6 separate regions of the Mus musculus genome follow, and regions 2, 3, 4, 5 and 6 are each linked to region 1. A link is a contact called in public HiCAR-type and promoter capture Hi-C data. All regions are on one chromosome and are shown on one strand. Each heading gives the region's core, a stretch centred on a gene start, on an enhancer-like site or on the middle of the called end of the contact. The rest is flanking DNA. Distances are from core to core; before and after follow the strand shown. Region 1 holds the start of Zik1 (zinc finger protein interacting with K protein 1). Region 2 holds the start of Zfp329 (zinc finger protein 329). Region 3 holds the start of Zswim9 (zinc finger SWIM-type containing 9). Region 4 holds the start of Ube2m (ubiquitin-conjugating enzyme E2M). Region 5 holds the start of 1810019N24Rik (RIKEN cDNA 1810019N24 gene). Region 6 holds the start of Zbtb45 (zinc finger and BTB domain containing 45).

Evidence for each region. Promoter capture Hi-C pulls out the DNA fragments that hold promoters and counts their contacts. HiCAR-type assays count read pairs that join an accessible place to other places.
Region 2: a promoter capture Hi-C map of second pharyngeal arch cranial neural crest shows a contact between it and region 1. The contact joins the promoter of Zfp329 here to the promoter of Zik1 in region 1. A contact is called at or near these places in 9 of 39 promoter capture datasets (cranial neural crest, frontonasal cranial neural crest, hematopoietic stem and progenitor cells and 6 more) and 1 of 115 datasets of contacts at active chromatin or transcription factors (astrocytes).
Region 3: a contact with region 1 is called in a HiCAR-type map of astrocytes, with 6 times the contacts expected there. The contact joins the promoter of Zswim9 here to the promoter of Zik1 in region 1. A contact is called at or near these places in 6 of 39 promoter capture datasets (cranial neural crest, frontonasal cranial neural crest, hippocampal neurons and 3 more) and 1 of 115 datasets of contacts at active chromatin or transcription factors (astrocytes).
Region 4: a contact with region 1 is called in a promoter capture Hi-C map of pre-B cells, with 4 times the contacts expected there. The contact joins the promoter of Ube2m here to the promoter of Zik1 in region 1. A contact is called at or near these places in 6 of 39 promoter capture datasets (cranial neural crest, frontonasal cranial neural crest, hippocampal neurons and 3 more) and 1 of 115 datasets of contacts at active chromatin or transcription factors (astrocytes).
Region 5: a promoter capture Hi-C map of pre-B cells shows a contact between it and region 1. The contact joins the promoter of 1810019N24Rik here to the promoter of Zik1 in region 1. A contact is called at or near these places in 7 of 39 promoter capture datasets (3T3-L1-derived adipocytes, cranial neural crest, frontonasal cranial neural crest and 4 more) and 1 of 115 datasets of contacts at active chromatin or transcription factors (astrocytes).
Region 6: a promoter capture Hi-C map of pre-B cells shows a contact between it and region 1. The contact joins the promoter of Zbtb45 here to the promoter of Zik1 in region 1. A contact is called at or near these places in 7 of 39 promoter capture datasets (the 3T3-L1 cell line, cranial neural crest, frontonasal cranial neural crest and 4 more) and 1 of 115 datasets of contacts at active chromatin or transcription factors (differentiating embryonic stem cells).

What each region holds. Positions count from the first base shown.
Region 1 is chr7:10,493,096-10,496,681 of GRCm38.p6, reverse strand. It overlaps Zik1 (zinc finger protein interacting with K protein 1), which reads left to right and starts at 1,301. Exons shown (of 4, transcript NM_009577.3): 1 at 1,301-1,540; 2 at 2,154-2,192. The coding sequence starts at 2,160.
Region 2 is chr7:12,816,856-12,820,333 of GRCm38.p6, reverse strand. It overlaps Zfp329 (zinc finger protein 329), which reads left to right and starts at 1,474. Exons shown (of 2, transcript NM_026046.3): 1 at 1,474-1,517.
Region 3 is chr7:13,277,246-13,280,877 of GRCm38.p6, reverse strand. It overlaps Zswim9 (zinc finger SWIM-type containing 9), which reads left to right and starts at 2,157. Exons shown (of 5, transcript NM_177312.4): 1 at 2,157-2,234; 2 at 3,450-3,632. The coding sequence starts at 3,458. Lig1 (ligase I, DNA, ATP-dependent) reads right to left here and starts at 2,052. Exons shown (of 29, transcript NM_010715.3): 1 at 1,919-2,052; 2 at 657-730. The coding sequence starts at 673.
Region 4 is chr7:13,036,481-13,039,718 of GRCm38.p6, reverse strand. It overlaps Ube2m (ubiquitin-conjugating enzyme E2M), which reads left to right and starts at 1,741. Exons shown (of 6, transcript NM_145578.3): 1 at 1,741-2,098; 2 at 3,059-3,153. The coding sequence starts at 1,990.
Region 5 is chr7:12,960,334-12,963,619 of GRCm38.p6, reverse strand. 1810019N24Rik (RIKEN cDNA 1810019N24 gene) reads left to right here and starts at 1,803. Exons shown (of 2, transcript NR_166501.1): 1 at 1,803-1,931. Gm29638 (a long non-coding RNA gene) reads right to left here. Exons shown (of 2, transcript XR_391162.4): 2 at 1,733-2,133.
Region 6 is chr7:13,007,747-13,011,204 of GRCm38.p6, reverse strand. It overlaps Zbtb45 (zinc finger and BTB domain containing 45), which reads left to right and starts at 1,353. Exons shown (of 3, transcript NM_001360833.1): 1 at 1,353-1,569; 2 at 2,876-3,458. The coding sequence starts at 2,876.

The DNA of each region.
Region 1 (3,586 bases), core at 52-2,551:
TTCAGAAAGTGCCCCCCCCCAAAAATGAGATTTTCAAGGCACATTTTTCCTTAATAAACCAAGCTGCAAAGAAGACTGCGTCCAGACCAGTTAGTTTCCTAGAAGTAGTAGAAAGCTCAGCTAGCCACTTGGAAATTTAGACAACTGAGTATCATTGAAAAGACACTCCAACCTGTTCAATTGACTTTCACTGTTGGTATTTGTTGATATTTTAGTTTGACTCATGCTCTGTAACCATGCTAGCCCAGAACTAATAATTCTCTTCCCTCTGGCATCCTTTGTAGGAATTGCATGGTGTACATCAGCATGAGTTACAACTTTAGCTATCTCTGGTCCTGAGATTGATGGATGCCAAATATACAAATACAGACAAACACAAAACTTTTCATATGCTAGGAGTTTAAGATTTGCTTGAACTCTGTTTAACTTTGTCTTTTTTGTAGTTGTGTACAAGAGTTACATTTAGTTTATGGCCAGTTGGTGGCTGCTGCTCTCTACCTCTATAAGCGGCGCCCTCAGGAGAGGGCGAGTTGCAGAACTTGCTGGCCTCACACAGATCCTGATTTCTTTTTTTTCCTGGAGAGGCAATTTCTGCTTTTTATTGATATTCAGGCTAGTCAGCCAACTTTCTAGCTACCGGACAGATCTAGTTGAAGCTTAAGGAGCTGTGTGTGTTCTCTTAGGGCAACACTGAAGAAGAGGCAAATCAAGTGCCATAGGAGTGGTATTAGAATACAAAGGGAGGGGGTATTTAAGCAGACAACAGGGAAATGTAGGAGTCACTATGGATTTAAATTCGACTCCCTGCAAGTGGCTTCCAACAGTGGACTAGGAGGCCAAGTGCCCTGAGCTAGTTCAAGAGGCTAGGCATGGGCTCTCCATCGGATGTCTGCCCAGCATTTGGGTACACATGGAGAAATCCCGCAGTTCCCCCGGAGTTTGAGTTCATCTATACAACCACAGCCTCTTTTGACCTCCAGTCTAGCATCCTTGTATTCTGTTTGCCCCCAAGTTGGAAAACACTGGGGTGGGTGGCCCCAGACTATGGCCGAGGACTTCAGAAAAGAAGACAGATGAAAAGGGTTGTTTGCTAGCGTACATGGCGCTTCCCAGCACACATCCCTTTTGGCCTTTGTTCCAGGTGATGAAGTTGCACAGCTTCCCCACCCACAGACGCATATCTGAAGGAACTACGTTACCCAGAATGCACTATCCACAGAGAGAGGAGCATGAGCCAATGAGAATTTAGGATAGTACCATCTTCGGGTTTGGCTGGAGGAATGGGGCGGGATTTCCGGCTGCGCTCTGTGGCGCTCATTTTAGCGGTTTTTGGGTCCCTCCTTCCAGATCGTGTGCAAGACCCCTTTGTCCAGAGGTGTACGGATCGAAGAATCTCAAAGGAGCGGTTCTAAGGGCGTAATATTCATCGCAGCCCCGGCACTGACAGTGGCAGTATTGTCCAGGTCCCTCGTCCCCGTTTCCCCGTTGTCTGCGCTCGCTTACTTGGATGGCTGTGCCCACGCTCATGCACCAGGCTTAGGTAAGTGGTGCGACATTTGTGGCTCCCTTGTCCTCGCCACTTATCTTGCAGAGTCGGAATTAGGGAGTCCCCTTAAGTCGCTACTCCCCAGATCCCTGTATTAGTAGGAGTACGTGATTCGGCTTTTCTATTTGCAAAGCTACAATGAGGAGGCGGAGTGGTACAGCCAGGGCCATAGTGTGTGTAATTTCTTGGAGCGACGCTGAAGTGTGGACTATTTAGGCCCGTAATAATGAGATGAAGTGTTGTACCATTTTCCCCATGACAGGAATTCGTGTTATGGAAAAACTACACAGACTTGAGTGTGGGTTTTAGGGTTTCCAAAAAGCTGCTGCTCGTGATGAGAGTATGTATGTATATATGTATGTATATTCTCATCTCAGCTAGTTCTTGGACCACCCTAGGGTTTTCCAACCTGGGAGTTGTGTGGAGATATATTATAGGCCAGTTGAGTCATTGTTCAAGGGTCCATAAGTAAGCACAAGCACTGAGGATTTAGGATCAGATGTAACGAGGGCATCCCTATGTCACTTTGCTCCGGGTTGGGAGAGGGTATAGGAAAACCTAAAGCTTTGGGTCCCTGCCATCATTCATAACATCTCTCATCTCACAGGTGTCCATGACTGCAGAAATGGATATGGCCCTCATGCAGGTGAGGAGAATATGTCCTAGGCTGTCACTGAGATATTTGTCTTGAGTCAAAGGGGCCTTAACAAATTGAAGATTGGAGTAGTTCCTTTTGGTAACAAACAATAGAATGTGATCTGTAAGGTTGACGCAGGCATTGATTGGCATGTGTAAATGTTTGGAGATGAGGCTCATGTGGTTCATAGAACCCCAAGTGTTTTCTTCTGAGGGAAGTGAAAGCAGCAGGGCAGGATTCAGATCTGGAATGAATCTCAGCGTTCTGCTTTAGAGTGATGAGAGTAATTCAACATTTAGGGAAAGGAAAGGGAAGAGGAGGGAGGTGATCTAATCTTAGTCACATAAGCCTCCATGTTTCTGTGGCATGGAGAACCCAGTTATTGTGAGGAAGTCAATAAGACCATGGGGGAAGCTGCCATAATAGTTTGGGAAAGTGTTAGCAGTGATTACACCAGGGTGAAGATGGAGGAAGTGGCAGGAGTCTAGATTAGTTTTGAAATTGGAGCTGCTTAGAGTCTCAGATTTTAAAGAAGGGAAGATACTATTTATACAGGCTGTAGGACAGTGGTTCTCAACCTTCCTAATGCTGCCATCCTTTAGTTCCTCATGTTGGGGTGACCCTCAATCATAAAATTATTTTCATTGCTACCTCATAACTATACTTTTGCTACCTTTATGAACTGGAACATAAATACCTGTGTTTTCCTTTGGTCCTAGGCATCCCCGTGAAAGGGTCTTTAACCCCAAATGAGTCACAGCCCACAGGTTGAGAACCACTGCTTTAGGACTTTAAAATCTAGAAGGATGGATACTCCATCAAATGTAATATAAAGTTGGTAATCAGGTTCGTTTCCATTTAGAATATTTTTTAATTGTTTTTGGCTACTTCTAAGGTCTTTCACAATCAATGAAGGAAGATATCATGTGGTAGGTGGCTTTATAGGCCTTGAATTTGAGAGGAAGTTTAAGATAGATATATCTAAAAAAAGTGCTGGTCAGTGTTTAGCAAAAAAAATGTAAGTGTGCATTGATTGTAAGTAGGGGTAGTTCTGTTTCTCGTAACAGTAATATATTAGCTACTCAGGAACGGTGGAACAATGATTGAGTTTTGGACATCTGGGTAGAAGTGATAGCCATTAGAAACACAGTTATGCGAGAAGAAGCCATTGATGGACATGAGCAAGAGGATGATCAAAGTTCTAAGGCTTATGGCAATAAGGTAGACACAGAGGCAGCAATACTAAGTAGAAGGTGTCTGGTGGCTAGAACTAAATATTTTTGTTTCTTCAAATTTAACTTGTTGAATCCTAATCTCTGTGGCCTTTAAGAAATAATTAATTTAGGTGGGATTAGTGAGTGCCCTTGAAACAAGGTGCCCCAAAACTAGTTAATGCTCCTTCC
Region 2 (3,478 bases), core at 225-2,724, 2.3 Mb before region 1:
TAAAATATGGTTCTGGGAATGGAACTCCTTGTCAGGTTTGCATAAAGCACTTTTACCCGAGGAACCATCATGTGTCCCGATCAAGTTTTGTTTTTGAACACTGTTTCACTTTGGAGCTTTGGCTCATCTGAACCTCACTATGTTGACCAGACTGGCCTCCAACTCAGAGGTCCACCTGCCTCTGCCTCCTAAGTGTTGGGATTAAAGGGATGTGCCACCATGCCCAACAGTTCACTGTGTTTCAAACACAGCTTTATAACCACCAGCACAACCAATGAAGAAATCTTTTATCACCCTAAACAGTCCCTTTTAGCAGATTCTGTTTTCCCATTTACAACTCTAATCTGCTTTTGTTGGTATTATTGTTTTTTAAAGAGACTTATTTATTTCTATTTTATGTGTATGGATGCTTTTTTTCCTGTATGTTTGTCTGTAACCCACTTATGGGCAGTGTCTGCAGACTTAAGAAGAGGACAACAGATCCCCTGGAACTGGAGTTACAGACTTTTGTGAGCTGTCATGTGGATGCTAGTAATCAAACCTTGCTCCTCTGGAAGTGCAGCCAGTGCTCTTAACTGCTGAGCCATCTCTTCAGTACTGTTTTCTTAAAAACAAAAGTTCGAGGCCAGCTTGGTCTACAGAGTGAGTTCCAGGACAGCCAGGGTTACATAGAGAAACCCTGTCTCAAAAAACCAACAAAACACAAAACACAAAACAAAACAAAACAACAAAACAAAACACAAAACATTTTATTTTTTTGTGTTCAAAATGGAGAAATTTAGTTGTAACTTTTTTGTTGGTTAATCTTCATTGTCAAATTGTCTGGGTTCAGAAACATCTAGGATATTGGTGAAATACACCTTTGACACGGGCTTGGAGCACTTATTGTTCTTCCAGAAGATTGGAGATTAATTCACAGCAACTAAGAGACAGCTTACAACTGTCTGTTATTCCAGCCCTCGAGAATCTGACACCTTTTTCTGGTCTTGAGGGCACTGCAGCATGTGATGCAGACATACATGCAGGCAAAACACTCATAAGGGGAAAAAAAAAAAAACATAGCTTACTTCCACTAATGATTGTCAAGAAAAGAGGTGTATTTGGCTGAATTTTAGTATTTTTCACCTATAATCGTGTTTTTGTTAAATTATGCAGTAAATAAAAAATAAGGCTCTAGAACAAAATTATAACATCAGGAGAGTCCTGGAGATGCTGAGGTAGGGGACTCTCATACTCTGAGCCAACCCTCTCAAAAGACAGAATCGTGGTAGAAAATGAATATCCATGAGTCATCAGTAACTTAGTTATAATTCTATAAATAAAGGTGAGGAGACGTTTCTTCCTGATCGCAATGCCTTGCTCCTGCCTCTCCGCAGCTGCAGGTACTGGTGCAAGACTCTCAGATCAGAGTGCACAGCAGTCAGAAGCAACTGAACCTCTAGGACGCGTGCGCGTCGCAGGACCAGGATCTGCGCATGCGCAGTTGTTGCGACCATGGCCGCCGCCGGCATCCTGTAGTGAGTCCTTCCGCGCCTCGGTGCCTTTCTGTTCCTTAGCTTCCCCTCTGAGTGTCTTGCGGGAGGGAGTCGAGGGGTGCTGGAGGGGTGGCGTGCAGAGCGTTTGGGTTTCACGCGGGCCGTGGGAGTTTCGGGCTCACCCGGAGGGTGTGAGCGGGGACATCGCTGTCCCCGCGGGTGTGTACACCCCCGGGTCGGAGGGGTCCCTGACTGGCTGGTGTAGATGCTCTCCGCGCTGCTGTCGGGTGAGGCTGTCCCTCTTTCCTGCTCGTTACTTAGGGCGTCCTTGTCTCGAGCCCCGCTGTTCTCGGAGGTTTTGCCGAGATCCTTTGGGCACCCGGCCCTTCTTATTTGCCGGTTTCAGGCTGAGTTGGCTGCCAGACTCCAATGAGCGACGGGGCTGTTTTCCATGGAATCTTCTAGGTGGCTTTCCCTTAACTCTGTTGATACTTGCAAAATCAGTCAATCAATCAATCAATCAATCAGCCTATCCGTCCATCCATCATCTATTTAACTATCCCTCCTCCCCTCCCCAGGGAGGTTCATGTATCATCCCTCCTTTGCTTTGTTCCTTCTCTAGTTTGCTGTTTCTTCCTTGGTTTTCAATGGTTTTATTTCCCTGGAAAAACACACTTTTGTTCATCCTCCTCCAACAACTTTTCCTCCATTCTCCCCCTGCCTTCTCCTAGTCTTCTAATTTGAAAGATTTCACACCCACAGCTAAATTGCAGGCATAATTTAATAGATAATGACGAAACCATCCGGGTTATCACGTATTAACATTTTGCTACATTGGCTTTTCCTTTCTTTTAAACACATGCCCACTATAGTTTACACACATAATGAATGTAGCACAGGCAGGCATGATAGTGTGTGTGTGGGCTGGGTTACTAGAAGTAATACTTTGAATATTCTGACACTACACATTGAAATTCTTTAGTGATGATTCTCTTTAAAATGTGAACCTTGCTTTTTTTTTTTTTCCTTTTCCATGAGCAAAGGAGAATGGGTATCCTACCATCCTCCCAGTGGCCACATGAATGAAATTAATGTTAATCTTGTGAGGTTGGAGAGACTCGGTGGTTAAGAGCACTTGCTGCTCTTCAGAGGACTTGAGTTTGGTTTCCAGCACCCAAGCTTTGGGACTTATAGCACCTGTAGGTCCAGCTCCAAAGGATTTACCCAGGTATCCAACGCACTGTTCTGGCTTTAGAGAGTGTCAACACATAGGTGACATTCACTCATATGGACACACATATACCAATATGTAAAAAGAAATGTTTCAGAACAAAAGTCTCTGCCAACAACCTTAACTGCCTGTTTAATCCTCAAGAGGACATGGAATTCCATGCCCCCACCCTGATCTATGATAGAATGTTATTGGGACCAATCATTGTATAACTTATATATATATAAGTTTAAAAATTTTTTTTAAAACTGCATTGTGCCAAGGTTCATTCCAGGATCATGTGTGGCATTAAGTTTGTCTTTTCAATCACCTTCAACTATTAATGCTATTTCTCTTTGATAATTTTGTAATTTTAAAAAAAGATTTATTTATTTTATGTATGTGAGTACACTGTAGCTGTACAGATGGTTGTGAGCCTTCATGTGGTTGTTGGGAATTGAATTTTTAAGACCTTTGTCCTGCTCACTCTGGTCAACTCTGCTCGCTCCGGCCCAAAGATTTATTTATTATTATATGTAAGTACACTGTAGCTGGCTTCAGACACAGCAGAAGAGGGCGTCAGATCTCATTACGGGTGGTTGTGAGCCACCATGTGATTGCTGGGATTTGAACTCAGGACCTTTGGAAGAGCAGTCAGTGCTCTTACCCGCTGAGCCATCTCACCAGACCAATTTTGTAATGTTTTGATGGATGTTTCTTACAAGACATAGGGTGTTATCTTGTGGGGTGTGCCTTTGTTTAGTTCACTGACAATCCTTTTCTTGCCTTGCAG
Region 3 (3,632 bases), core at 908-3,407, 2.8 Mb before region 1:
TCAGAACCAAAAATGTCTCCAATCATTGCCACGTTTCCAGGGGGCAAAACTGATGACTGAAAACTACTACATTAGGGATCCACAGCCTGCAATTAATTAACTAATTAATTAATTTTTCCCATTTTCTAGACTACTCAACACTAGGAAATTTCAACTTCAGGTCTCCCTCAAGGTCTTCTCAGAAAAGGCAGCTATGAAGCAGAAAACCCAGGGTTTTAGAGAATGAATTATGTGGACACTCCCTCTTGCAAGGAAGAGGGATGGCAAGAATCAGGAAGCTCAAAACACTGAAGAGGCTCAGAAAGTTGTAAGACTCACTAGCCCCTCCCCAAGGTTTACATAAGTAGTTCAGCAATTGCTGAGGGTGAGGGGTCTCTTCAGTGGAATTGCCTGCAGGTTGAGCAGATAGCTCCAGGGATGCAACTTTCAGAAGTCATCACCCATGCTGAAGTGAGCTTAGGAGTGATGTAGTTGCCTCTGATGCATCAGCTTTCCTATAGGTAACACCATATAACTCAATTGTTTTACTAAGCTAAATTTTGGTGGAATCATTTCTTTGGCTTGTCATCAATGCCCTTATCTGGGGTGAATGTTAGCTCTCATTTTCCCAGGAAACATCACAACACAAAGTGCCTTGAGCATGGCAGGGGCCTTACATAATACTTCTCTGCATGTTGGCAGCAGAAGTCTCTCCTTTCCTCTCTTGCTCTTTTTTTCTCATCAGTTGTACCTGAAAAAGAAATCCAAAGACCAGCTAAGGATATTGGCTGTGCCAGAGACTAAGACTTGGGGGAAAGGGGAACACAACTCTTAAGGAAATAAAAGAACAAGTGTATTCAGGGACTGCCGAGACGGCTCAGTGGGTAAGAGTGCCTGCTGTTAAAAAGAGAGAGAGAACATGAGTTTGAATCTCCAGCACCCATGTTATAATAATAATAATAATAATAATGTCAGGCAGGCATGGTTGTACATGCCTGTAAACCCAGCATTATGGGATAGATACAGGTGGATCTATCTTAATGGTGACTGCTCTCCATAGAATGAGAAAATTTTACTGACATTTATTTTTTTTCACATTTTTATTCTTTGAGAGTTAAGTTTCGTTATCTGCCCCCTTCCCCTTTATATTACTGAAGATAGAACCCAGGCAGGGTCTGTTGCTGCTAGGAAAACACTGTACCACTAAGCTATATCTGAAGCCTTCCTTGGCTGCCAAATGCCAAAGGCCAGCTTCCCTTTCCAAATGTCCATCCTCACCCTGACAACTTCCCTCTGTCCTCCCTGTTCAAGTTTCTCTGCCTCTTCAACTCCATATACACTAAGCAACAAGACCTGACCCTCCCCTAAGTGTCTGCAGATCTCCAGTCTTATCCCATCCGTGCCCCTTCTGGCAGCCAAGCTCACCTTTTCCCTGGCTCCTGACACTCATCGCGCCAAGCTTCTCTAGTCTTCAAATCGGACCACTATCTGACCAATGACGTCACCTTGCTTTCATTACAAGCGTCCCATAACACCAAGCATCCCACACCGATTGATAGCAGGCGTCCAGGGTGAAACACCACACTCAAGCCTTCCTTTCCGGCCCCAGGCCGCCCCTCTTCTCTTGGCGCCACTAATTCTGATGGCCACGCCCACCGCCAGGCTTTCTCCCTAGTCACGCCCTTCCAAGCCGCCACCAGTCCTCCGCAGACACCAAAACTCCTGCGGCCTTGGTCAACCAGTCAATCAGTCAGCCAGTCAGCCAGTGGCTCTCCCTGTACACGGCTCCTTGCTGCCCTCTCTCCTGCGCCCTCGGTCGCCGCGACGTCCCCATTCCCGTTCCGCTGGCCGCACCCGGAACCTGCAAAGCTCACTGGCGACAAGCGCTCGGCACTCTCGCCGACCCCAGCCCCAAGCCCGTGCCCACGTCCCCACTTGCCTCTCCAAATCACTTTGCCGGACGCCGCCACACTCGCTCACTCGCTCGCTCGCTCGCTCAGAGACGCAAACCCGAAATCCCCAAATTCGCGCCACACAGATTTCGCGCGCACTTTGGCGGGAGGGGGCGGAGACGAGCAAGGGCGGGGGCCTGCGAGTAGCGCGTGCCGCAACTATCGCCCGGAGGCTGCTGGGAGTTGTAGTCTCTAGAGCGTGAGGCAGCCTAGAAATGGGACAGAGTGGGGAGAGGGAGGGGCGCTGTCCCGCACAGCATGCTGGGAAGCGGCCCCAAGCCTGTCCTCCCTGTGGATGAGCCGGTGAGCCTGCGAGGTCGTAAGGGTGACAGTCGGGGAGAAGAGAAGGGTTGGTGGAAAGCCACCTTGCCAGGCACTAGGGGAAGAAAGGCGGGATACCGCGCGGGGCATCCCGGGAGCAAGGGCCGGGCTGGGCTTGGGCGCGAGGCATTGTGGGAGGTGGACGCCGCTTTGGGTTGGGTAGGTGAGTTGAGGGGGAGGGGGCCGGAAGGGTGCACAGCTTTAGGAGTGGAGAAGCACCGCTATGTGGGATGGTCAGGCCGGGAGGAGCAGCGGAGAGACAGGTTGAGAGAGTCTCGAGAGGTGGGAACTGGATAAAAGGGGCTGTGCAAGGGACAAGAGGCTCAGCGGGACGTGGGGGCCCGGGGGAGCATTAGTAGTGAAGAAGCCCATCTGAGGACAAGGCGCCGTGTCCAAAACGAAGATACACATTGAGAATAGTAGCAATTTCTGGGAAGAGGGGACTGCAACTTGGCCCAGGAGGAGAATAAGTCTTAGGAGTATGGACCAAAGATGACTATTGGTGACACTTCTGAGTTGAATTTGCCACAAGTGGGCCACACCCCTGTAGGCGAATGATCCCTGACTGGACATGGGCAGCACATCTGGAGATAAGAGCATCTCTGGGAAGCAAAAAACACAGATCAAAGTAGCAGTTCAAGGCAGTCATATCTGAGGGGCAACAGCTGCACATTTGATACACCTAGGGAGAAGAAAGGTGTATGAGGATTATGACTGGGATGAGAGATTCATGCCTTAGCTATGAGAGTAGATATGAGTTACACTCAAATGTAGACTTGTGGGAAAGGGAGCTACAGATGAATGGGACTACTAGATATTATCACCAGGCATAGGACTCACATCTGGAAGAAGGAGAAATCTTAGCAAGAAGCTGGGAATACATTTGCAAAGATGCTCACAGCTGAGCTAAAGGCAAGATATGTAGAACTGATTCCATTTGTACCTAGAGGTCACATCTAAGGCAACTGGAACTAGGATTGAAATTGATTAAATGCCAACTGAATCTGGGAAGGCAACAGGTGAACCACAAAAATGGGATGGAGATTCCTATCTGGAAAGCAAACAATGAAACCACTTTGATTTGTCTGAGACGTACCTGAGGCAGCAGTAGCTGATAAGACAGTCTGATGATGAAATTGTGGTAACCCAGGTGGAGATGGGTCTGATGTCCAGCTCTTCTCCCCACTTCTACTCAAGGTCCCAGGATGGAGCTGACAGAGCCCTTACCGAGCGCAGCCGTGCAGAAGGAGGAACAGGAATTGTTGGATCGAACTTTCTTCTCTTGGGCTGAGTTCAGCCGCTTCTTCGACAAGTGGTGCCAGCAGCGACTGGTAGTCTTCTCGGTGAAGAGCTCCACACGTGTGGCACGAAGCCCCTGGG
Region 4 (3,238 bases), core at 492-2,991, 2.5 Mb before region 1:
CTTAACCACTGAGCCATCTCTCCAGCCACTCTATTCCTTTCTTAAGTCCCCATAATTTTCAGTGTTGATCTCTCCTGTCTCACAGGCTACCAAAGATCCTGAGTTAAGCTAAGCATAATTTAGAATCCAATCTGAGGGGTAGTGAATGAACACAGGCAGGCAAGTGCTACCCCAGTCAGTAGAACTGTAGGACCAGAAAGATTAGCCAGAGCCCCATGTAGCCACAGCCATAGGACTTTAGAAGGGTCAGAAAAAGGAGGGATGTATCTGTAACCACAGCACTCAGGAAACAGAGACAACAGGAATAATGTTAGTTCAAGATCAGCCTGGACTACGTGCTGAGTTTGGACTACAGAGATGGATCCTATCTGGAAGAAAGCAAGCCAGAAAAACAACAGCTGCACAAAAATAGTCAGCATAGATAGTAACTGACAAAAATGGTAACTGACAAGACAGTAATGAACAGTTCTAGAGTGATTTGTCTGAGTCTCAGAATGAGCTAGCCTTAAAAAGTCAGGAGGAGGAGGGTGCTGCTGGCTAAGTCTGGAATGTAGAACCGCGGGTCATGCTGGGTGGCACAAATGCTGTCAGATGGCAAAGAGCAGAACAGAGTCCGAACCTGTTCTGGCCATGTTTTTCAAGCTGTGACCAGACAAGCAACAAGAAGCATTTAGACTCTGGCTTCGGCTGGATTCCTAGATGACAGCCTGAAGTCACTGACCCATCCTGAGCTATTTCCTTCTGCCTCCCAAGCACCCTAAGCTCACTCAACATAAGCCAATCGAGAGGCACAATGCCACTCGAGAGAGCCAATGCCACTTCTGCTGTTCTCTAAGCCGCAGTTATGAGTCCTATACCCACGTCCACCTTGGACCCTAGAACTACACAGTTGCTCACAGCCTGTTGCACAATAGAAATCTATTTTAAGGAACAAGAGTCTCGATGTGTTGCCTAGGGTATCCCTGAGCGCCTGGGCTCAAGCCAACTTGATGCCTCAAGCCTCCAGAGCAATTCGAAATTTAAACTAGTTTACATCAATCCGAATCTGGGATTGCGGTGGGATTAGGGGAGCCTGCTTCTGCACCCTTCGACAACGTCCCTTAAAACGTCCAGGCCCTGCGTTTGCTGAATCCTCAGAGAGCAAAGATCCAGTCTAGCCCGGTTCCGCTGCGCTCCGCGTAAGTGTAAGATTGAATGGAACCACCGAGAGCCAAACGGCCACTCACTACCCGCCTCGCTCAAAAATGGTCGCAAGCACTGCTTCCTACTCTACTGGGTGCGCGTCCCAGGAAGTACCCGCTAGACCGCCGAATAGTCACCTCCACAAACGGAAATACCCGAGCTTAACCGAAAAAGACCGAACCTCAAACTACAATGAGGAGGAACCAGGGGGCTGCAAGGGTTGCGCAGGCGCAGAGCACAGCTGAGGCAGGAAAAACCGAAGTGGGCAGGCGACGGAAAGTGCCGAAGCGGCGGGGCGCCCGAGGCCGTTGCCGACCTCCGCATCGAAGCCGCGCCTGCCGCGGAAGCTGAGCCTCCACCGGTACCCTGCGGTACCCTGCCGCCGCAAGCGCGGCTACCGCCTCCTCCTTCCACCTCACCGCAGCCTCCTAGCAGAGGGAGCAAGTAGGCGGGAGAGCGGCGGACCTGTAAAGGCCGGCGTCCGCAGCCGCAGCGGGGCCTCACCAGACCCAAGCGGAAGAGGGGGAGGAGGGCGCGGGGACCGTAGCAGGGGCGGGGCCGAGGATCGCCGAGTCCTCCCGAGCACCTCCGAACACACCCGAGGTGCTTAGCCAGGCCAGAGCCGGACTACGGGAGCCGAGGCGGGCCGTGCGGTGGGCGCGGAGCAGCGCGGCAGGCCGGGCGAGCGGCAGCGGAGGAGGCCGCGGTAGCGGGTCCGAGGAGCGGAAGCGGCGCAGGCGGCGGCGGGGGGCCGGGTGGCCGGGGTCCCGGGCCCCCGCGGCGGCGGGCTGCGGCGGCGGCGGCAGGATGATCAAGCTGTTCTCGCTGAAGCAGCAGAAGAAGGAGGAGGAGTCGGCCGGCGGCACCAAGGGCAGCAGCAAGAAGGCGTCGGCGGCGCAGCTCCGGATTCAGAAGGGTAGGGGTCGGGACCCTGCGTTCGAGGTCAGGGACCGTGGCGAGAAAATGCGGCCCCTGATATTTGGTATTGGTGGTCAGGTTTCGAGGGTTGTGATGCGGGACTGGGGGTGCGGTCACTAGGGAGGGTCATAGATTGGGGCGTTGGGATACTCGGGCCTGGAGTGTTAGGGACGCGGAATCTGTTAGGGGAGGGGTATAGTTTTGAGAGTCAGACGAGAACTTTGCTCTGGGGTGCCGTGTCGTGAAGATTGTGAAGGTTACGAATTGGGAATAAGTGGGAGACGGTTTAGTGTTTTAAACTGGGGACTCGTGGCCCAAGACTCAGGTCCAGAGGGTCAGGCAGAGCAATTTTGAGTTTGAGGTGAAGAGGAGGGAGAAAAGAAGGTTACAGGAACTAAAAAATGTGAGTGTGGGTCAATTTAAGCTACCATACAGGAAATCTCAAGGATGAGATGGGATCTTGGGCTTGTAATAAGATGGAGACGAGGAAGGACAGTGGAGGTGGGTGGTTGATGAGAAGGGGTGACTTAGTGTTGGGGGGCCGGTGTCATGGTCCTTGAATTGCGGTGGACAGATAAACAGTAGTGAGTGGAGATAATGACTAGAGATAGAAAACCTCAGGTTTAAGGTGCTCAGGGTTCTTGGAAGCAAGGGTTATGGGAGTAGAGGTTCTTGGGGACTATGTTGTGGGAACTTGTGGAGGACTTAGCTGGGTAAGGGTTTTCCCAAGAGATGGGCAGTTATACTTGAAGATGCTTGTATATGGGATACTGTGTATCCAGAAGAGTCCACGTAGAGACTGGAAAGTGGAAAGAATATGGAGTAGTACAGACTGAGTTAAAGTACACCACACAAAGCTCTTCAGGTCTAGAAAGCGAACTTATGGGTTCTGCTGACACATGCCCAGACCTCCTTTCTTTTACCTGTTTCTCTCCCTTTCCATGCTGTCCAAACCTAGACATTAACGAGCTGAACCTGCCCAAGACGTGTGACATCAGCTTCTCAGACCCAGACGACCTCCTCAACTTCAAGCTGGTGATCTGTCCTGATGAAGTAAGAGTAAAACAGGGCAGGATTCCCAAGAACAGACCAGGGGTGGCCCCATAAGAGTAGGGTCTTCATTCACTCTCCCCCTTCC
Region 5 (3,286 bases), core at 554-3,053, 2.5 Mb before region 1:
ATAGCCACAGCAGGTCTAGTGGTGACATTGGCATGCAAGCCCAGCTTCTCCAGAGACTGAGGCAGGAGGATTACAAGTTCACAGTCTCGGCTACATAGTAAGTTCAAAGCCAAGCTAGGCAACTCCGTAAAATCTTGTCTCAAGAAGTATAGAGGGCTAGCTAGGGGTGTAGCTCAGTGGTATATGAGAAAGGAAGGAAGGAAGGAAGGGCGAGAGAGAGAGAGAGAGAAAGACAGACAGACAGACAGACAGACAGACAGACAGACAGAAAGAAAGAAAGAAAGAAAGAAAGAAAGAAAGAAAGAAAGAAAGCCAAGAGAGATGATCTCCACAAGCTACCACAGGGTCAGTAAAGTGTATCTGAAAGTTACAACGTTTCCTTTTCTCTCTCCCCCCCCCCTAGTCTATTTTCTTTTGGATGCCTGCCTAGTATGTTTTTTCTGGTACCTTGGACTTTCTTATTTTCTGAAACTTCTCTCCCTGCTATATCATCTCTCAAAAGGAAGGTTACGAGGCTAGGAAGATGGTTCAGTGGGTTAAGAGCGCTTGCGTGTACGTATACAGACCTGAGTTTAAACCCTCAGTACCCTTGCTGGTGAGATTGCTACCAAGCCCAGTGATCAGAGCTCAGTACCTGGGACTGGCTACTGTGGTTGTCCTTTGACCTCCACATAAATCTCATGGCAGGCACATACAAATAAATGTAAAATTAATATTATTTTTCTCAGGCATGGTGGCTCATGCCTTCATGCCTTTAACCCCATTACTCAGAAGACAGGGTCAGGTAGATAGATCTCTGTGAGTTCTAAGCTATCCTGGTATACACAGTCAGTATCAAGCCACCCAGAAAATTCACCACCAGACTACAAATCACAGCAGCTTCTAAGTGAGCTCAGAATCCCCAGGAGTCTCATCGAGGCCTGGGTGCTCAAGTCAAGGGGGAGTTCAGACTCAGTAAGTGGCAGAGGAGCCCCGCGGGTGAAATTGAAGTACTAGTAAGCTCTTCAAATATGCTAATAACTTTGGGTCAGAATCCGCTAAATTAGAAGGGCACTCCATGTCATTAAAGAAAGGATCTCACCGAACAGTGGTGACGCATGCCTTTAATCCCAGCACTCGGGAGGCAGAGGCAGGCGGATTTCTGAGTTCGAGGCCAAACTGGTCTACATAGTGAGTTCCAGGACAGCCAGGGCTATACAGAGAAACCCTGTCTCGAAAAACAAAAACAAAAACAACAACAACAACAAAAAAAAAACAAAAAAAAAAAAAACAACCAACCAAACAAACAAAGAAAAAGGATCTCAGGGCACTGGTACTTGCGGGGAATCTCTAAAAGGAGAGTCCTAAACGGAAGTTAATTTATATCCATGCCATATTTTTTGTTTGTTTGTTTCGGTTTTGTTTTTCCTCAATACAGTTTCTCTGTGTAGCCCTGGCTGTTCTGGAACTTGCTTTGTGAACCAGGCTGGCCTCGAACTCACCGAGATTAAAGGTGTATGACACCTCTGCCTAGCTCCATTCTCTACGTTCTCTACAATGCCGCTAAGTCAATGCCACGGAGAACAAAAGCTCGCTCCTCGCTCACCAGATGCCGGGTGGAAACTACATTTACCACAAGACTGTGAGGCTCTCTAGACTCTGAGCCAATCACAACCCAGATGAAAAGCTTTTTCTCAAAAAAAAAAAAAAAAAAAAAAAAAAAAAAAAAAAAAAAGCTTTTTCTCAGGCTGTGTGCGCAACGGAGTCGTGACTTTATTTTGCTCGCCAAATGGGTGGGATCTATAAGCCGAGTCCTTTCACTTAGTACACGCCTCCTTGGGACCGGAGAGGAAGGGTAATGGGGAGGACGGCACTTGTAGCCGATGCTTTCCATTTCCTAGTCCTTGCAGGCTTGAAGTCCCTGGGCATTGAGTCTCCGAGCGAGCGAGACGGTAGGCTCATATTCACGTCCTCTGGTGTTTTGCCTTGCTACTGGGAATCGTAGATTCACGTCAGTTTTAAGGTCCCAACGCCCCCACTACGCGTAATGCCGAGGGTTTCCCACTTCTGGAAAACAGTATAGAAAGCCGTTGGATGAATAGGGACTCCGTGTGCAACTGCTTGGAAGTGAGGCTGAGCTGGAGTGTTCAGGATCTGTTAGGGAGAGACCGGGTAGAGTGGTAATCTAAGAGAGATAGAGGGAGCCCCGGGAGTCTGGAAGGGTTGAAGCACCCTAAGCTTCCTCTGGCTGCCCAGGGGCAATGAGATGCTCGGGGTGAACTGGAAGAAGGAAGGGAGACTCATAAGGAGACTCTACCTTAAGTGTCAAACTTGTGGTTACTGAAGACATACTCCATGAGCACTTTTCTAATTATCTTTCTTATTTCCACATCATAAAATCTGGCTAGTTTAACAACAGATGCAAAGTTATATTGCTCCGACCTCCAAGTTCACAGTTTCAGTCAAGCTACAACCATCACTTATTCTTTTCTCCTTTCTCTCTCTCTCTCCCTCCCTCCCTCTTTATTCTTTCTCCCCTCCCTTCCTCTTCCCTTCTCCTCCCCCTAACCACCCCCCCTCCTGTGTGTCTCTTGCTTTCACTGTCTCAGTATTGTGATTACAGGCACACATCTACACATTTGGACTCCTCACACATCTGCAGTCACATGCATGTACACACATAGACCTCCTCAGAGATACATAAATAAACATTTTTTTTTAAAGGGAAGGGCATCTTTAACATGGTGGATGTTTCGTTGTGGCAGTAGAGGACCAGTTGACTGACCTGTGGTACATGCTATAAAGTCAGAGAAAGGGAGAAGCAACTTCAGGAGAAAGTATATTTGTGTATATATATGTTCAAAAGGTGACTAAGGCCCCTGGGACTGAGGCAAAATGAGATGAAGGTAGATTGCTGGTAAGGTCAAAACTTGTAGATGACTTTTTCTTTAAAAGAATTATTTATGTATAAGAGTACACTGTAGCCCTGGAGAGATGGCTCAGCAGTTAAGAGCACTGACTGCTCTTCCAAAGGTCCTGAGTTCAAACCCCAGCAATCACATAGTGGCTCACAACCATCCGTAATGAAATCTGATGCCCTCTTCTGGTGTGTCTGAGACAGCTACAGTGTACTGTATATATAATATAATATATAATAATAATAAATAAATCTTTGGGCTGGAGCAAGCAAGGCCAGAGTGAGCAGAGGTCCTGAGTTCAATTCCCAGCAACCACATGATGGCTCACAACTATCTGTACAGCTACAGTGTACTCATACACATAAAATAAATAAATAAATCTTAAAAAA
Region 6 (3,458 bases), core at 104-2,603, 2.5 Mb before region 1:
GATTACAAGCATTCCTAGCTGTTAAATTTTGAGGGTCCCCCCCCTCCTATAGCATCCTATGTAACCCAGATTGGGCTCAACTCTGATATCTGGGGGGTGACCTTGAACTTCTGACGCTCCTGCCTCAACCTCTGAGGTTTTTTTTTTTGTTTTTTTTTTTTTTTTTTGGTTTTTCGAGACAGGGTTTCTCTGTATAGTCTTGGCTATCCTGGAACTCTCACTTTGTAGACCAGGCTGGCCTCGAACTCAGAGATCCTCCTGCCTTTGCCTCCCAAGTGCTGGGATTATAGGCATACGCCACCACCGCCTGGCTTCCCCAGACTTTCAAACACACATACAACACAGCTACCCAGCATGGGTCCAGGATGGGGAACAAAACATCCTGACATCTTCCTCATGCGGCACCACCCACTAGATTCCTCAGTACCATTCACACGGAGGCCCAGAGCTCTATGCCTCTCTTTTGCCTTACATAGTGGTTGATTGATTGCCCCAAGAACAGAGGGGAAGGGAAGGCCAACCCACCACTTGAGAGGTTTGGTTCATGGGTGTCTTGGACAACAAAAGGACCACGTAGGAGCCCCGCTTGGACAACTCTCTGGCTGTTCTCTCCCTCTACGCACTTAGTCCCTGCTCCTTGGTATCTGACTACTTCCGAGCCCACTTCGTGTCCTACATTCTATTCTGATCTGTGGCCAAGCTGGGGTTCTTCAACCATTCATTTATAGAGCAGCGAATTCCCGAGAGTCTGGGTGGGGTGAGGTGGGAGCACCGAATGAGGAGGCTTCCTTGGGAAGGTGGGCCTGTGTTCTTTAGATGACTGCAGGGAAGCTCTGCAAAGCTTCTTCATCTGGGGTGCGAGCAGAAGTGACTCAAGAGAAACTTCTCGGGGCTGAAGAGATGGCTCAGCGGTTCACTGCCATCGGTAATGGGAGCTGATGCCCTCTTCTGGTGTGTCTGAAGAGAGTTAATAATGTACTCGCATAAAATAAATAGAAAATAAATAAATCGAGAGAGAGAGAGAGAGAGAGAGAGAGAGAAACTTTTCCCGTGTAAGAGAAAAGCCACCTGGGAGAAAAAAAAAAAGCCTCTGGATTCCATCCAGCGCCCTCTCCAGACCCGCTGAGAGTACTGAGGGCGTGGCCCGAGGAGTGATTGACAGCTCGCTCGGATCAGCCTGGAGACGACGGACTCCTGCTCCTTCTGCCTACTGATCCCCAGCTCTTCGGTCCCCAGCTTCTGCGATTTTGGTTGTGGCGCGGACCAGACCGGAAGTTCTGCTCAACGACTGCCTAGTCTAAAGAGGAACACCGGAAACGTGCTCCCGACTATCGTTCCGCCTGTGCCGAGGCTATCTGTTCCGCTTCAGCGCCCGGAAGTGCGGCCTTCAAGTTGACAAGCAGGAGGACCTGCAGGACCTGCTGCCTGAGGAGTCGGAGGTGGGGTCGAGCGGGCATCCCCCTGCCTCAGAGTCCCAGAGAAGGCTGGGGCGTGCCAGGAGCGGCACGCCTGCGTGAGGATCGGTGTGCACGTTGCGAACACAAGAGGGCGCTGCAGGATCGGGGCAGGGTGCGGAGGCGGGAAACTGGGGGTAGATGTAGCGGGCCTGAAGGGGACTCTGGCATAGATAGGGTGGGAGTGAGACAGGCTGATGGAACAAGGTGCATGGCATGGGTGAGGGAGTTGTAGCGAGAATGCTGTAGGAGATGTGGGAGAGTGTGCCTTTGTTCTGAGGCATTCAGGAAGGTTCTGCTGCATCTGAGGAGTCCGGGCGTTCGAGAAGTAGGGTATGGATGGGGTTGAGGAAGAGTTATGGGTTGGCATATTATTTGAAAAAGGAGGCCGCTTGGCAGAGACAGGTTCAAAGCCTTGGTGGGTTTGAAGAATTAATTCATCATCATAGAGGTCCCAGATAAACCCGGTTCGCAGGCTCCCTCTGGCGGCCACGTGAGGGAAAGGCCTGGAGGTGGGAGTGTGGAAGGGACCCTGCATGGCGACTTCCAGTAGGCCAGGCCAGTGGTAACTGACACAATGTGTGCAATACTCCGAGAGAAAGGGAAGGGTGTTTTTGTGTTAAGGATCTAGAATCGTTGAGTCTGAGATCTCAGTAGTCCTTTTGTAAGGGGCAGGATTAAATGGGGCCCTGCTCTGGGTCTGTCCTAGAGAGACAGGCTGGTGGTCAGGGCGAATCCTGAATCTTGATTCTCTTCCCTTAGAGCAGTGTATGCAATCTGATCCAAGGGAAACACCCTTGTTTGCTGAATAAGGAAACAGGCCCAGAGACCTGGAGATATTTGCTTGATGGGTTAACTGACAATTCTGATTCCCAGCTCCTTTGCGGAGGGCGTGTGTGTGTGTGTGTGTGTGTGTGTGTGTGTGCGTGTGCGTGTGTGTGTGTGTGTGTGTGTGTGTGTGTGTGTGTGATGGAAGAATCTGTCTTCCCTCAGTATGATTAGTGCCAGGATGATAGTCTCGGGTTCATAAGAACTATGGGGATTGCTAAACAACACTGAATTTCAGCTTGCTGGCCTTTCACATCACTGGTGCATTTTCAAAGCCCAAAGTTAGCACCTCTCAGGTGATGCAAAGAAGAAACAAGGTTGCAAAGGCCTTGTTATATGTACTGTTTATTTGCTTCCCTTGGGTATGGCAGGCACAAATCCTCAGCCTCAAGGGGTGTTCCTAAATGATTCGGCCAGGAGGCAAGTTGCCTCCCCACCCTTCTGAAAACCTCCACATAACAGTAGTTAATGGGACCTGGTTCTTGAGGTAGTCATAGATCTGCTTGGGGCCTTCGTGGTACTAGGATATGGAAATCTGACTAGGGTAGACTAGAAAAGAAAACAGCCATCCGCATTGTCTCCTCCTCTTGCAGATGGCAGCCACAGAGGCAGTGCACCACATCCACCTACAGAACTTTTCGCGCTCACTACTGGAGACCCTCAATGGGCAGAGGCTAGGCGGTCACTTCTGTGATGTGACCGTGCGCATCCGTGAGGCTTCTCTGCGTGCTCACCGCTGTGTGCTGGCCGCTGGCTCACCCTTCTTTCAGGATAAACTGCTGCTCGGCCACTCAGAGATTCGTGTGCCACCAGTGGTGCCTGCGCAGACAGTGCGCCAGCTGGTCGAGTTCCTTTACAGCGGCTCGTTGGTGGTGGCACAGGGCGAAGCGCTGCAGGTACTCACTGCAGCGTCGGTGCTTCGCATCCAGACCGTCATTGACGAGTGCACACAGATCATCGCTCGTGCCCGTGTCCCCAACACCCCGGCGCCTGCGCCTCTGCCACCACCCGTGCCCCCTCCACTAGCACCCGCGCAGCTGCGCCACCGTCTGCGCCACTTGCTGGCCGCCCGCCCCCCGGGTCATCCCAACGCCGCGCACAGCCGCAAGCAGCGCCAGCCCGCGCGTCTTCAGCTACCTGCACCCCCAGCACCCATCAAGGCTGAGGGGCCTGATG